2 separate regions of the Sus scrofa genome follow, and region 2 is linked to region 1. The links are chromatin contacts, called in public HiChIP or PLAC-seq maps. All regions are on one chromosome and are shown on one strand. The core of a region is the stretch at or near the end of the contact, and the rest is flanking DNA. Distances in the headings are between cores, read along the strand shown. Region 1 overlaps PDGFC (platelet-derived growth factor C). Region 2 overlaps PDGFC (platelet-derived growth factor C).

Region 1 (3,481 bases), core at 368-2,867:
ATGTCTTGTGGATGGTTACGACAAGTTAATGGTGGATCTAGAATGGGAACAGGAGCATCTGTTCTGGAATCCAGTGCCTTTTTTCCACTTAATCAACTGCCGACACAATGTTGGTTAAAGTCCAGGCAACCACATGACATGAGGGTGGTTTATGACACTGCATGTTCAGATGACACAACCCAACAGATGAGGCCTCAATGATATCTTCATGTACAGGAAAAATCATTTTATTTATTATGTAGAAATTTATTTTGTGTTATTCTTTTATTTGGTAGAAAAAAAAAAACTAAGAAAGCCATATTGAAATGAAGTCAGAAGGCAGATTTTGGCTCAGTTTTGGAAAAACTAAAGTTTTTAAAAAAATGTTTTGTAAAAATTGAAGTTGACTCCTTAAGAAGGGATTGCTTCCTGAGGTATGAAAGCTGCATGCCATGCTGCTGCTGGAGAGAGGATATCACTGGGGATAATGAAAACCTGAATTGATAGAACACTGTAAATCAACTATAATAAAAAATTTACGAGTTCCCGTCATGGCTCATGAATCTGACTAGGAACCATGAGGTTGCAGGTTCGATCCCTGGCCTTGCTCAGTGGGTTAAGGATCCAGTGTTGCCATGAGCTGTGGTGTAGGTTGCAGACGCTGCTCGGATCCCGCATTGCTGTGGCTGTGGTGTAGGCTGGTGGCTACAGCTCCGATTAGACCCCTAGCCTGGGAACGTCCGTATGCCTCAGGTGCGGCCCTAGAAAAGGCAGAAAGACAAAAAATAAAAAAAAAATAAATACATAAAAATCAAAACCAAAAACAATACCAAAATGTGTACATTCTAAGGTTCCCAGGCCTTAAAAAAAATGGTAATTGCTAACATTTATTATTATATTTTCCTTAATTCCATAAACTAGAGGTAGAAGGGTAAAGAATCCATAAAAGGTTTAACATGCTACTGGGGACAGCATGAATAAAAGGAAGATATAAATAAAGAATAACAGGAAGTGTAATTACGAATACGTCTCTTGGGATTTGTGTGCCTGTACTGCCCCAAATGGAAAAAAGACCTCTTTTCTCCAAAATAGACCATTATTTACCTCCAAGTTTGTCCTTAAAATATTTTCTGTTCATATTCTGAAAAAGTGAAACACTTAACCCATTTTATGCCCCCATGGAAGATCATGTTTCTTTTTTGTACAAGAGAGAAAAACTCCCCTAAGCACCCATGATGTGCTATCAGAAAACAAGCTTTCTAAATCCCTGATGTCTGGGTTTCTGAGTTCAAAGTCCTAATAAAAAAATAAATAAAAACATGAACTATGATGTAAACCTTGATTTTGTTTTGTTTTCACAAAGACTACATTTCCTTTCCAAACAAAAATCTATTTCTGGTACAGTGTTTCACATTTTTTTTTTTTTTTAGGCACAATACCACCAAAAGAACCAGGAAAGGACATACATACCTCGTGATATTTCTTGGTGACTTTGCTGGGGACACACTGACACTCATTGCAGGTGTGCATGCAGCAGGCACAGTTCCCGCCACAACGCTTGACGAGGAGGCAGCCTGGCCAGAAGATGGTGTCTGTTCTCTTCAGCTCTTCCCTGATAGACACTGAAAAGTTCCTAGGGGTGCAGCTGTATAGCCTCACTTCTTCTTTGAGAAGGTTCAGATCCACCACTGTGTGGAACCCAAGGAAGCAGAGAAAGAGAGGTGTTCATGCTCTTAGCCTGTGTATTTCATTACATTTTTTTTCATAAAGAAGTCTAGCTATTTCAAGAACTATCACCCAACAACATTCTCTACTATTTTAATGCAGCTTTAGGGTGATGCAGCTTGCAAGTTGGACTTTCTGTGTTACAGTACACAGAGCTTCCTTGTAACTTAGCGACCAATGAAGTGATGGCATCATGCAGGGTTAAGAATAGAGCTGACAAAATAGTTGAGAGCTATAAATAGGAAACTTTAATAGAGCATAAGGGGGGCTACACGTTTTAACCTTTGAATAAAAGTAAACAAGGGGAGCACTGGAGGGAAGAACAGAAAATAAAATGAATGCTTTGATGAAAAAACAAATGCAATTTTTGTAAGAATTACAATCTCATGCGATTAATGAAGAACAACTTACAGAAACTTGTAAACAGAACTTTCTATGATCTTTCTGGCAATAAGAATCATAGAATGTGAACAGGAAATGAAAAAAAATTAAATTTTGAAGACAGCTGAATGGAGCAGGAGTGAAAAAAATGATACTTTTAAAGGAGCAGAAGTTGCTGGAAAGCACTGCTTCTGGTAAACTGAGTAATTTATGGACTTTGAAATTGTTTAACTAGACTCCTTCAGAGCTCGTCTCCTTCTAAAGAATGGAAGAAATGTCTAATTTATAACCACTGCCTCTATTCTTTGAGCAAGTTGGTTAGCTATATTGTGCTTTATTCTTTAAAAGAATACCTACTTGTGAAGACCAAACAAAATATCCTTTCAGCAGATTGTTGCAGTAAATTCTCAAAGAACCATTGTTTTTAGCTACAAAACATCACTGCCTCAGTTAAATTCTATCAAAATTACATGTCATGTTTATGATAAACTTATATATAACATATAAAGTAGCTGATAATAATTAGGATAAGCATCTCTAATGTAATTTTAATTTCTGCCTTGTAGCTTTATTTTTTACCCTAGAAATATTCAAATAAAAGCAATTGCAATAAAATTGAAGCTTGGAGTAATATATAATTCATTGGAGTTTTTTCCTTCAAAAATAAAGCTTTACTAAAATTTAGCAACATTATCTAAAATATACTTAATCTAATCTGGTTAAATACATTTTCACTAATATTACCAACATTATAAGTACTATTTTCTGGCTAAAGATTGCTTCAGGTAATAAAAATCACTATGTAAACCAGTTTTTAAAACTAAGAGTTAATCTTTTTTTTAATACTTTTAAAATGACAAGATAATTAAAAATCAAGTGTCTGTTTTTTTAGCTATGTTTTTAACCTGTACATGTAATCAAGTTTGTTTCTAAAGTGTCAAAAGAAACCAATGTAAGTAATTTCAAGAAATATATTATAGATTATGCATATGCAACTGTAAATTGTAAGCACATGTAAAATATATGGTTGACAAAACCTAGCTCAAGTATAGGGAAACACCAAGAAAATGCTAACCCAGTACGTTCATTTCAACATCTTATTAAGCTAAAAGTTATTTTTTCTACTCGGCAGAAAATCACTGTTTCATCATTTGAGTATCTAATGATTTCCTTTTCATCTGAAAAATGATCTTGTGAAAGTAAAGCTTTTAAATATTTAAGAGGAAGTGAATTCATTCTTTCAAGTGCCATTAAAGACCATTTTATCTCTAACAAAATTAATGAGATAATTAGGTTTAATGATGTCATGAATTTTACCTGATTTCACTTTGCTAAACTAAAAATCTATGTCCATACTGCTCTTTCATTTGTCAAAGCTACATATGGGCTCATTTGA
Region 2 (3,343 bases), core at 452-2,951, 180 kb after region 1:
CCTGCAGCTGCAGTTCCAATTCAACCCTTTGCCCACGAACTTCCATATGCTGCAAGAGGGCCATAAAAAGGAAAAAATAAAGAATCTTAAGACTAAGAAGTTTGAGGATTATCTGTTTGATGCTGATGCTCAGAAAGTGCAAAAGGGAAGAACAAAACTGACTCCATATTGTATCTGCTTCTTTTACTTTAGCCTTTGTATTCTATTGCTTTTGCTTTAAGAATACTGTCTATAGGCTGAAATATATACAGGATCACCCATTCTCAAGGCTCTGACCTTTAAAGGTTTAACATGTTTCCATTCACATAGAGATGAAAAGTTGCAGAACAGAGAATAACATTTGTCTTACTGGAGGTGTACAGGAACATCAGGACCTGACCTACGTGGACAGCTATGAGAACAAAGGATTCTGACACCAAGAAGTTTGCAACAACTAACCACACCCCCTCCCTCATCTTGCCTTTAAAAATGCTTTGCTGAAACCCTTCAGGGAGTCTGGGGTTTCTGGGGCAAGGGCCACTTGTCTCACTGCATGGCCCTCAATAAACTTTTATCTGCCCCAAACTCTGTTTCAATGTGTTTGGCCTCACTGTGCATTGGGCACAGGAACTTGGGTTTGGTAACGTAAGTGCCGAATCATGAGGAAAGGCCATGCAAACACGGGGATCGCTGAGGTAGGGATCTGAAGGGATGGGTACAGATCTATGAGGTGAACAAAAGATAAGAGAGAGGAGAACTTTGCTTTAATAATGTACACAGTTTATAAATAGCGCTATTTAAAGTGTTCTCCAAGAGGCTGAGCAACTTACATAAAACGATTAAAAATGAAGTGCTCCCTTTCAGATGAGAGGCTGGGCAGGATGAGGGGACCACATGAACAGTTATTGCCTCTCCACATACTCCATGTTGTAATTATAGAGAAAATCTTGGATTTAAAGCTGGACACGCCACCATTTTTCACAGGAAAACTGTGCTGAGAGAAAGAGTGTGGTTTCTTGTTAAGTCTATCATCTTCTAGAAAGCTCAGTTTCAAAATACTGTTATTATGATCAATGTTATTAAAAACAACATCAAATCAAAAGAAAATATCAAACATGTGTTTTTCTCAACATTGTTTCCTAAAAACCCATCATCCTTTCAGGCTGGTTAGTAACTTCCTTGGGTATAAAATACACGAGATTCTTCCTCAAAGACAATCATGAAAGTTACTTAGAGGACAAAACAAGATACCATATATTCCTGGAAGAAACTCTAGAAATTCTGAACCAAATAAGATCTGATCAAAATTATAAGGTGACACCATCTATTTTTTAAGCTGAACCTGTAAACAAAACTAAAACTGAACAGGAACAGAGATGCATCTGAAAAAAAGCAAAAACCAAAAGTGTTTTCTTTTTGCATAAAACCCTTCCTAAGTTCCTGGATGATCTATTGGTGAATAACAGCAAGCATCACAAAAACAATTCTAAGATTTTATAAAAGGGAACCAGCTTGTGAAACTATTCTTATGGATGGAATCAAAAAATACACTCTCCTGGCACCTTGCCTCATCGTCTGCCTAAAGGCCAGAGGGAAAACCCCTTGCTGACCATAAAAGGGCTGCCTGCATGTTCTCAGTGGAAAGTATACAGGATCTTATTTACACGAGTATAAATACATGCCATTCCCGTGTGCTCACTGGTGCTTCTGAAGCCTGGCCAGAAAAGGAGGGTCCAGGGGCTCAACGCAAACAGGATTCAAAAAGTCTATGATGTTATCCAACACCGAATGCATTTTACTCTTCCAGCTTCTCTTCTCTCATGATAAAAATATCTACAAAGTGTAAGATCACTATCCTTTAACAGGTGACAGCTCCAGAAATACTTGAAAATAAGCCTTTAAGATTCAGCAGGAGGAAAACACACTCCATAAAGAGGCAATTTCTTCTAGTAACATTACAGCTGTGTGAACAGAGAAATAACCACAGCCTATCCATGTACATTTCTAGAAGGTTAAAGTTTGAAAACTTCTGAGAAACAGTTAGTACACACACTACCATGATGTGACAAAAGAAAAAAAAAATACCGATAACAATAAGCGAAAGAAGCAGTAGGTACACATAACGTGTGTGTGTGTGAATAATTACAACACTGTGATCAGAGAGCAAACATGTGGATATGCTATGGATATAACAAATAGTTTCCATGTAAAACTCTTAGGAAAACTCTGAGATTTCAGTTTAGTAAGTTGTGTTAAATAGTCACCATACAGATCTCAGATTATCTATCACTTTCTTTTGTTTTTGGGGTGTTTTTTTTTTTTTTTTTTTGCTTTTTAGGGCCACACCCGAGGCATATGAAAGTTCCCAAGGTAGGCGTCAAGGCAGAGCTTCAGCTTCCAGCCTACACCACAGCCACAGCAACTGGGGATCCGAGCCGCATCGGAGACCTACACAACAGCTCACGGCAACAATGGATCCCTGACCCACTGAGTGAGGCCAGGGATCAAACCCACATCCTCATGGATACTAGTCAAATTCATTTCTACTGCTTCACAATGGGAACTCCCTTATCTACCACTTTTAGCTGGAAATAATGTCTGAGATAAAGATCTATCACATAAAGGTAGTTAAAAGATACAAACTTCCAGCTGTAAAATATATAAGTTGCAGTGATGTAACACACCACATGATAAATATAATTAATGCTGCTATATGTTATGTATGGGAATTAAGAGAGTAAGTCCTAAGAGGAAAAAAATGTCTTCTCTTTCTTTTATTTTGTATCTATATGGATGATGGATATTCACTAATCATTTCATTATTTATGTACATCAAATCATGATGCTGGACACCTTAAACTTACACAGTGCTATAATGTCAACTATATATCAACGAAACTGGAAGTAAAAAAATAAAAACAGTTAATAAAGACCCATCACAAGGCTAAGGTGAATATTAACAGCCATCTATTAACAGATCATCTCAGTGAGTTTAGACCCTCTAAAACATCTGGGCTTGGTGATCTTACCTTCCAAAGAGTCTCAAACTGTCTTCCCTAGGAACCTAAGAACCAGCAGTGCTTAAATGCTCCACCCACTGTTACTCAATGTTAACTGGTATCAGTGAGTAAGAAAGATGCAAGTCTAGCTCAGCCTCCAGGGAATCCACTGTGTCAGGAAATCAGCAGTGACTAGAGGAAGATCTTGGGTGATGAAGCTGACTTCGCCTCTGAGAAGCTCTAGGAAAACATTTCTCTGATCTTGACCTGCACGTCAGCCACTGTAACTTCCCATATATGTCATAAACCTATCCTGACCGACCCTTGCTAGTCAGGAACCTGTGAGGTCCTGGCAGGTACAAAAG

Evidence for each region. HiChIP or PLAC-seq counts read pairs in DNA pulled down with a chosen protein or histone mark.
Region 2: a contact with region 1 is called in an H3K27ac HiChIP or PLAC-seq map of skeletal muscle. The contact joins two enhancer-like sites. A contact is called at or near these places in 3 of 47 Hi-C or Micro-C datasets (alveolar macrophages, heart right ventricle and skeletal muscle) and 2 of 2 datasets of contacts at active chromatin or transcription factors (alveolar macrophages and skeletal muscle).

The regions. Positions count from the first base shown.
Region 1 is chr8:45,587,429-45,590,909 of Sscrofa11.1, forward strand. PDGFC (platelet-derived growth factor C) reads right to left here. Exons shown (of 6, transcript XM_021101285.1): 5 at 1,450-1,667. Among named protein-coding and RNA genes, the nearest start is that of PDGFC, 220 kb to the right of the region's middle. Within about 2 kb of position 1,618, at least 12 of the 83 cell types and tissues checked have an H3K27ac peak or open chromatin away from gene starts, as enhancers often do. A contact at or near this core is called in alveolar macrophages and skeletal muscle, where this site is marked.
Region 2 is chr8:45,770,395-45,773,737 of Sscrofa11.1, forward strand. The region is part of intron 1 of PDGFC (platelet-derived growth factor C); the gene reads right to left. Among named protein-coding and RNA genes, the nearest start is that of PDGFC, 37 kb to the right of the region's middle. Within about 2 kb of position 1,702, at least 24 of the 83 cell types and tissues checked have an H3K27ac peak or open chromatin away from gene starts, as enhancers often do. A contact at or near this core is called in alveolar macrophages and skeletal muscle, where this site is marked.